2 separate regions of the Hordeum vulgare genome follow, and region 1 is linked to region 2. A link is a contact called in public Hi-C data. All regions are on one chromosome and are shown on one strand. Each heading gives the region's core, a stretch centred on a gene start, on an enhancer-like site or on the middle of the called end of the contact. The rest is flanking DNA. Distances are from core to core; before and after follow the strand shown.

Evidence for each region. Hi-C and Micro-C count contacts between places; a contact is called where the count stands out from the background.
Region 1: a contact with region 2 is called in a Hi-C map of leaf, with 2.3 times the contacts expected there. The contact joins the promoter of LOC123397249 here to the promoter of LOC123397145 in region 2. A contact is called at or near these places in 2 of 6 Hi-C or Micro-C datasets (leaf and seedling).

What each region holds. Positions count from the first base shown.
Region 1 is chr1H:24,973,112-24,977,216 of MorexV3_pseudomolecules_assembly, forward strand. It overlaps LOC123397249 (pentatricopeptide repeat-containing protein At4g38150), which reads left to right and starts at 1,470. Exons shown (of 3, transcript XM_045091893.1): 1 at 1,470-1,606; 2 at 1,609-2,453. The coding sequence starts at 1,552. The coding sequence ends at 2,447.
Region 2 is chr1H:24,802,711-24,807,023 of MorexV3_pseudomolecules_assembly, forward strand. LOC123397145 (alcohol dehydrogenase-like 4) reads left to right here and starts at 1,804. Exons shown (of 9, transcript XM_045091828.1): 1 at 1,804-1,955; 2 at 2,085-2,221; 3 at 2,346-2,395; 4 at 3,631-3,971. The coding sequence starts at 1,895.

The DNA.
Region 1 (4,105 bases), core at 220-2,719, 170 kb after region 2:
CTATGGATGGCCTCATTGGTCCATGTTTATCAGTAGCGCAGATTATGAGGCCTGCGCTACTGCTAAGGACATTATTAGTAGCGCTGCGTTGTTTCCAGCACTGCTGCTAAATAGCAGCAGCGCTTTCTACAATCCAGCGCTACTAATAGGCTCATGCATATAAGGTTTTTCCTAGTAGTGGGCGCGGTGGCGACGGCGAGGGAGGCAGCTATGAGGGAGGCGACGGCAACGACGACGACGACGACGGCGAGGGAGGCGGCGACGGCTTGAGCTCGAGGAGAGAGGGGGTGGGGGAGTGGGGGAGAGTTAGGAATTTTTTAGGCATGGCGCGGGGTGTTAACTCAACATAGTAGTAGCGGTGGTTCCGGAGGAGCGCTACTGCTATTGTACTTAGGAGTAGCGCTTTTACCACGCCGGCGCCGCTACTACAGCTACTGCGGTTACGTCGTTAGGCCGCTTTTAGCAGTAGCGCTGGATGCTACGCAGCGCTACTGATATTGACCTTAGTAGTAGCGAAGGTTTAGGAACGACGCTGCTACTATAGCTACTGCGGGTGGTCTCCTTGGTCCCCGTTTATCAGTAGCACAGAATATAAGGCCAGCGCTACTGTTAAGGACATTAGCAGTAGCGCTGCGTTGTGCCCAGCGCTACTGCTAAATAGCAGCATCGCTTTCTACTTTCCAGCGCTACTAATAGGCTCCTACCTATAATATTTTTCTTAGTATTGTGATGCACTAATCGTGGGAGTTCAGACTCGCGGTTAGATGGTTGTTCGTTTGTGGACATCCACAATACTAAATAATAATATAAAAATTCATTTCATGATAAATCTAAGAATCTGACTTGATATTATGCATACTGATATATTTCTATAAAAACATGGTCAAATTCAAAGAGGGTTGACTTTTTAAAAAACTAATACTCCCTTCGTTTCAAAATTCTTGTCTTAAATTTTTCTAGATATAAATGCATCTATATACTAAAATGTGACTAGATACATTCATATCTAGATAAATCCGAGACAATAATTTTAAAACGAAGGGAGTACAACATATACTTTAAGATAGACGAAGTATAAAAATTATGAAAATCAAAAACACCAACCACGCAGCAAAGCGCGTTCAATCCTTCTAGTATCCACTATGCTTCCTGATTTTTAAGGCCTCATAATTAATTTAGGTCTTTAATTTTGAGTTAGGTCAGTCGATTTTGACGGGTCAACAATTTCTCATGAAGCTCTCCTATTTAATTCTTTTTTTTTGGGAGCCTGTTTAATTATTTTAACGCGCTATGTTTCTTAGTTTTAAAGCTCTTCCATTTAACCGAGATATTCAATTTTAATTTGATTTTCTATTTTGCTCGGGCCAACGTTCAGAAATCCGAGGCCCCTATGCGCATCAAGCTTTTCATGTGCCCTGCGTTTTAAGACCGATGTTAGACGGCCGAGCGCCTGGCGAGCCATGACATTCATCACATACCTTGTTATCCGAGCGTGGTGGCTGTAATACCAGATCTGATGGCCATCGTGCTCGTCATCCGACGGTCTACGACATGTCCGATATGACTCAAGGATCGGTCGTCTCATTCCGTGTGTGCAACTGCAACCCAAGGAGCTCCGCCACTCCCTCCCCATGGCCGTCGCCGCCGTCCGCCGCCTACTCCGTCCCACCTCCTCCGCCGCCCTGTCCAGTGCCGGCCGCCTCCTCTCCTCCACCGCTTCTCCACCGCCCAACCGCAGCCCCAACACCAACAGCCCCGTCTCCTTCGACTGGTCCGACGACGACGAGAGCCCCGCCGAGCCTCCACCGACGTCCCCGGCAAAGAACCCCGCTCCGCCGCCGCCCTACGAACCCTTCAGCAAGAACCCCGCTGCGGCCGACCCGGTCGACCCCACCAACCTTCAGGAGATCTTTCACAGGATGCGCACCGGAGGCCTCACCGACTATGCCATCAAGATGTTCGACGGATTGTCCAAGGACGGGCTCACGCACGAGGCGCTGGCCCTCTTCTCTGTCATAAGGGACAAGGGCGCCATGCCCGACGTCGTCGCCCACACCGCCGTCCTCGAGGCCTACGCGGCCGCCGGCCCCGCCCGCTGGCGCGACGCCGTGCGCACCTACAACCGCATGCTCTCCGGCGGGGTCGCGCCCAACGCTTACACCATGGCCGTGCTTGTCAAGGGGCTCGCGGCGGGCGACCGGTGCGCTGAGGCACGCAAGTACCTGCTGGAGATGCTCGACCGGGGGATGCGCCCCAATGTCGAGACTTGCCTTGCTGCCTTCGAGGCGCACGTCAGGATGGACAAGGTCGAAGAGGGGAAGGCGCTGCTCGAGATGATGAAGAAGAAGGGGTTCACGTTGGACGAGGAGGCAGTGCGCGGCGGCACCGTCAAGCGGGGGCATGTCTTCAGGGCTGTCATGAACATGCTCTTTGGGAAGCCATCATAGTTAATGGTACGCACTATCTGTTTCTTTCATATATACTCCCTCCGTTCTAAAACAAGTGTCGCAGATTTAATACTAAGTTAGTATAAATTTTGTACCAGATCAACGACATTTATTTTTAGAGAGAGGAAGTATATGATAGCACGATGTTGTTGCATGAACACTTGTTAGTTCGTAACTTGTCACTCGTAATCAAAATGTCTACTGTTTGTTCTCTGTTGCACAGGACAGGATTGATATCCTGTCTTGCATGGCTTGCTCCTCCTTATTTTCAGTGTTTGTAGTTTTTCTTTTCATTTGATTGGTGTTGTATGCATTATAATCAGTTCTATCATGGATAAAGCTAGATAAAATAACCATGGATATAATTTCTATCATGACCAGCACACACACTGTCATGATCTTTATGGTTACACTTTTTGAAACTGTTGTGGCAGCGACAACAGGAACAAAACCATTGGTGAAGAAGTATGTGAGTCCAAATTTTAAATACAAAGATTTCATCCTTCCTCTCTACATATAAACATAGCCTTATTTCAGCTCTGTGGTAATATATTAAGGGTGACATCGAAACCAGGATCTACAGTGACAGCCTTGATGATCAAATAAGGGATATACCGGAGATCGGTATTCAGCATGATGGTATGCTGATAAACGTTTTAATAACAAATTAATGCTTATTCAATTTTGTTATTATGGTAATGTTTGACAAGGGGCAATAGTTTTCATAGCCTCAGTCATAGGTAACTCAGTGACCCTTGTATTTTACTACTCCCTCCGTTCCTAAATGTAAGTCTTTTAAGAGATTTCACTAGGTGACTACATACGGAGCAAAATGAATGAATCTACACTCTAAAATATGTCTATATACATCCGTATGTACTCTCCTAATGAAATTTCTAAAAAGACTTATATTTAGGAACGGAGGGAGCACTTGCTAGCGTTTCTTTTCTCTGTATACCCAGGAGAACACAGCCATGCGGCTTTACCCCAAAACAAAGAGTACACTCACGATTCTCCCCCTAATCTTTCCTCTTCGAGCTTGACTTGATCTGGACCATCCCAATCTTACACCGTACATTATGGAAGTTTTTCCAAATCTGGACCATCCTAATCTTTAGCACAAATGCAGTCACATGAACAGTAAATTCCGAAAAAATGGTATAAAAAATAAAAGCAATCTGAATTTTGTGTGTAGAACATCAACGTAAGTTCTAACATCCTGCAAAATTTCTATTTGAAAAAACATCTGTTGAGGTGTTAAAAAAAAATTTGGACTAAAAAGAGCCATTTCTGAGCACTCTTTTCTTTCACACACCTCTACAGATGTCTTTCCGTCGGGGGGGGGGGGGGGGGCATATGTGGCTACTCCTGATGGTGGTGTGTGTGGGTCCCTTCTATTTGGATTTTGAATTTTGAATCAGACGTGTGGGAACCTGGAGGCAGGCAGCACTCTGGCTTACAAATCGATTCCTACTAAATCATAGGCTCGCAATGATGTTTCACATATTAATTTCCAAAATAACATTTCTATTCAGATTTCAGAATAGGCATTGTGCAAGATTTTCTCTTTTGCACTGAACTAGCATTATTTTAACCAAGGGAGCATAAAGCTGCAACCTATGAAAAACATGGATATAATTTCTACCATGGCCAGAACA
Region 2 (4,313 bases), core at 554-3,053:
GAGGCATGGTTTTTCTGTCCGTTTTTTTAAATTTCATCAAAATCTATTAAAATGTGATCGTTTTTTCAAGATCTCGACACGAGAAATTTAACGGTAAAAATGATTCAAGATTTGGACTCACGTTTAAGAGATAAAACATTTTAAAAATACGGATATATGAAAAAAAAAGAAAAATCCCATGTTGTGACAAGTAGCACACATGCAGTGCGCCACTTATCTCAACCTCGAAGGTAAGAGTTATCTTTAAGAGGAGTAAGGCTAGTCACAATGAAAATTATCATATATACTAATATTATGCATATAATACTAGTGTATGATACTATCTTCATTGTGTATAATATCATAAATTGTTACCATATTAGTTTCATTTATTGTCATGCAAGACAGATATTAGTACATCATTTAATATGATACGGTATCACACTCAATTTTCTCTTTCATCATTTAATTATGTGCCACATACTCCCTCTGTCCGGTGAAGAGTGTACATTTGACCTTAAATTTGTCCACAAAAGAGTGTATTTTTATCTTTTCAATGCACTTTAAAGTATTAAAAAATGCTTCTCTCTTATCACATAGTAAGCAAGAGCAATAACATTTTACACATAGTCTCCTTAATTTCTACATGCACTTAGCTCATTAGGGGTTGGGTAATTAAAGAAGAGAGAGATGGTGTCTTGCAACTTTCCAATGCATGTTTTTACTCTATTTCATAATTTGTCCTAAAATGTCTTTATGTACATTTTCATTGGACAGAGGGAGTAGTGCATAAGGTTGGTCGTAATGGGAGTATCATAACTAGTATTATGCATGCCAACTACTACCTCCGTCCAAGTGTATAGGGCATGCGCGTGGTTCTAGGTTGTCAATTTAACTAGCTAAATATATATTATATGGGATGAAAATTACATATTCAGAAACTACATCTTCGCATGAATCTAATGGTATATTATTTATTACATATAATACATATTTAAATAGTTAAATTAATGACCTAGAACTACGTGCATGTCCTATACACCCGGACGGAGGGAGTAGACAATTTTGATGAGGTTTCATAGAATTGAATAAAGAAAGAGGAGGTTAAATATCATATCATCATACCGTATCATAATAAAAGTTATACTACTATGTATCATGCATGATAAAAAATAAAATAATACATGATACTAACATACGATATTATGCATCAGAAAGGTATATTATACACTAGTATCATATGCATGATACTAATATATGATACTTTCCATTACGACCAGCCTAGTATTATAAATTGGTATCATAGAAGTTTCATTTATTGTTATACAAGGCAGATACTATACATCATTTAATATGATACGGTATCATATATGATATTTAACTCTTTCTTTCTCATTTAATTATGTGCCACATATACTAAAAATTGACACGTATGATACTATCTAAAATACTTTCATTGTGACCAGCATAAGAGCCACAGTCAAGCAAGGTAAGAGCCGTGAGAGGCATGGTTTTTCTGTTCAGGTTTTTTTCATGAATAAAAAGTTCGTCGAAATATCTCGATGTGAGGAATACAACGGTGGAAACGATTCGAGATTTGTACGCACGATATAAAAGATAAAACGTTTTAAAAATACGAATCTACGGAAAAAAAAAACTACCAGGTTATGTGGTTTTTGCTTGTGAATACCATTCGACTCCAGGGGTATTTTGGGAAGGATACTCCATGGGGCCTACCCGTCAGGTTTGCAGCCTAGGTGGGACGGCACATGGCAGACAGGACCATCAACGCCGGCTCGTTCTATATAACCACGCTGCCAGCTGCATCGCTGCGCTGCCTTTGCTCAACTGGGAAGAAGAACTTCCACTTCCCCTTGATAGAAAAGTACTCCAATCAAACCGAGAAGCTCACACCATGGCAACCAATGGCTACTCCAATGGCGGCAGCACCAAGGGCAAGCCCATCAAATGCAAAGGTTCTCCCCCCGATCTTCAAACCCCTCCTCATCTTGTTCAGGCCATTTTCTTCTTCGATTCTTATCTATGCATGCACCTGCCGGCGCCATGAACCACTGACTAACCACGGTTTGGCGTCGTGGGAACAGCGGCGGTGGCGTGGGGTCCCGGCGAGCCGCTGGTGATGGAGGAGGTGGAGGTGGCGCCACCGGCGCGTATGGAGGTGCGCGTCAAGGTCCTCTTCACCTCCATCTGCCACACCGACCTCAGCTTCTGGAGAGGAGAGGTATAGCTAGCTAACTACCACAACCCCTCAAGACTAGCTTAGCCATGCATGGAGATGCTTTGATTTCTTCTTCTTTGCTTCATCCTCCGATCGATCTGAGTTCCTGGCTGCTTTGACGACGCAGAACGAGCGTCAACGCAGGTTTCCTCGCATCCTCGGACACGAAGCAGCCGGGTACGTACGTACGTTCGTCAAAAGTTGCTCTCCACCTTTGATTTCCAATTCTCTCTTTGATTTTTCTTCTTCCCGTGCTACTACTTTTCACAACTTAATCACAAGCGGCCATGCGTCGACAAGTATAGCTCGTACAGTTGAAATGAGATATCAAGGGATTTGTGATTACTTTTCTCATTTATTTATTTTTGTGTGTGTTTCGAGATAGCTTAGGGCACGTGCAACGTGGCAATTAATTAGCTATCTTCTGGAATGAGAAATTTTGTGCTTATCTAGGGCGGAGAAGTCAAGGTTCAAGCGACTTTTTCTAGCCACACGCAATCGCTTCTTAATCACTCCATTCGCTTAAGAAGAAGGCCCGCAGTTGGGATACAGTGCTCGATCACTGTCACTGGATCGCTTAAGCGCTGTCACTGGATGTACAACAGTTATTTAGACAAGTTATTTTTTAATACAGTGATAGAAATCAGAAAAAAGTTTCCTCTTCGCCTGATCGAGAATGAAAAAAGAAAAACTATGCATGTATGTAAAACTGGTGAGACAAGAAACGTCTTTGTGGATGGGAGGATATGTCTATCCATGTCGGTCAGACAGATCAGAGGCGATATCATTTTGTATGCATCTTTAAATATGGGTTATATGGTTGTTGTCACATGGGCACGCTGCGGCGATCGATGACAATTGGAGCCTTGGTCCAACGGAAGCACCAAGGCATGGCTCCATCCATCACCCCAGCCTAGCTCATACGCCCATATGGCCCATCCCTTGGCATGTGTACTCCCAAAGTATCTAGCTTGTCGTACTTGCCGGATTATGCCATGCATGTGAAGACTTTGACTTCAGAAATGATACACCAGATTTGATGGGTGATGTGTCCGCTGCAATAACTAACCGTAGATACATATAAGTATATATTTTGTTTTCGGAGGAGAAAAGTGGGTCAAATTCAGGATATGGTTAGAGAAGCCTGCTACAGATTCCGTTACTCCATTTATTTTGTTTTTGGAGGTAAAGAAAGAGTCAAATTCAGACATGGTTATAGCATGTCAATTCATCTTGTTTGATTCCATTTATATACTTCTCAAAGTTTAGCTGACCTCACGGTGGCAGTCACACGTGTACAGTATGCTAGTGTGTCACCCTGCACAATCTCTTCTATTATATTGCACGCATTTTTATAATTTTCAAAATTCAGCTGATCGCCTGGTCTGACGGTGGCGGTCACTTCAATACAGAGTAGTGGAGAGCGTCGGCGAAGGCGTGGAGGACCTTGCGCCGGGAGATCACATCGTCCCCATCTTCAACGGGGAGTGCGGGACGTGCGCCCACTGCCACTCCAGCGCGACCAACCTGTGCGGAACCTACCGTGTAAACCCCTTCAAGAGCACCATGGTATCCGACGACGGGACGAGGTTCTCCGTGGTGAACACCTCCGGCGACACGGTGCCGGTCTATCACTTCCTCAACACGTCCACCTTCGCCGAGTACACCGTGCTCGACGCCGCCTGCGCCGTCAAGATCAACCCCGCCGCCCCGCTGGAGAAGATGTGCCTCCTCAGCTGTGGCATCTCAACCGGTAATTTTCTTCAAATTATTAACTTCGTCATGCTGATGCTCTTGTTCTCCCAGTATCAGCATGTGATCTTGGGTGGTCCTCTAACATTGATTAAACAATAAATACTCAATCAATCGATCGGTCTGAATTATTTAACATGGATGATTACATGAGAACAAAACGGACGTGCAAGTGGACATGGCATGGGCTTATCAACTAGGTGTCCCTTGGTTTGTTAATTTGGAAAACAGCATAGCGATTTGGCATACTGAAGCTCAAGATGCACACCAGATAACATGGCAGATGGTTAGAATGTTGACTTCGGTCGCTATCACTCCCACCGCTGATAACAAACTTTTTTAA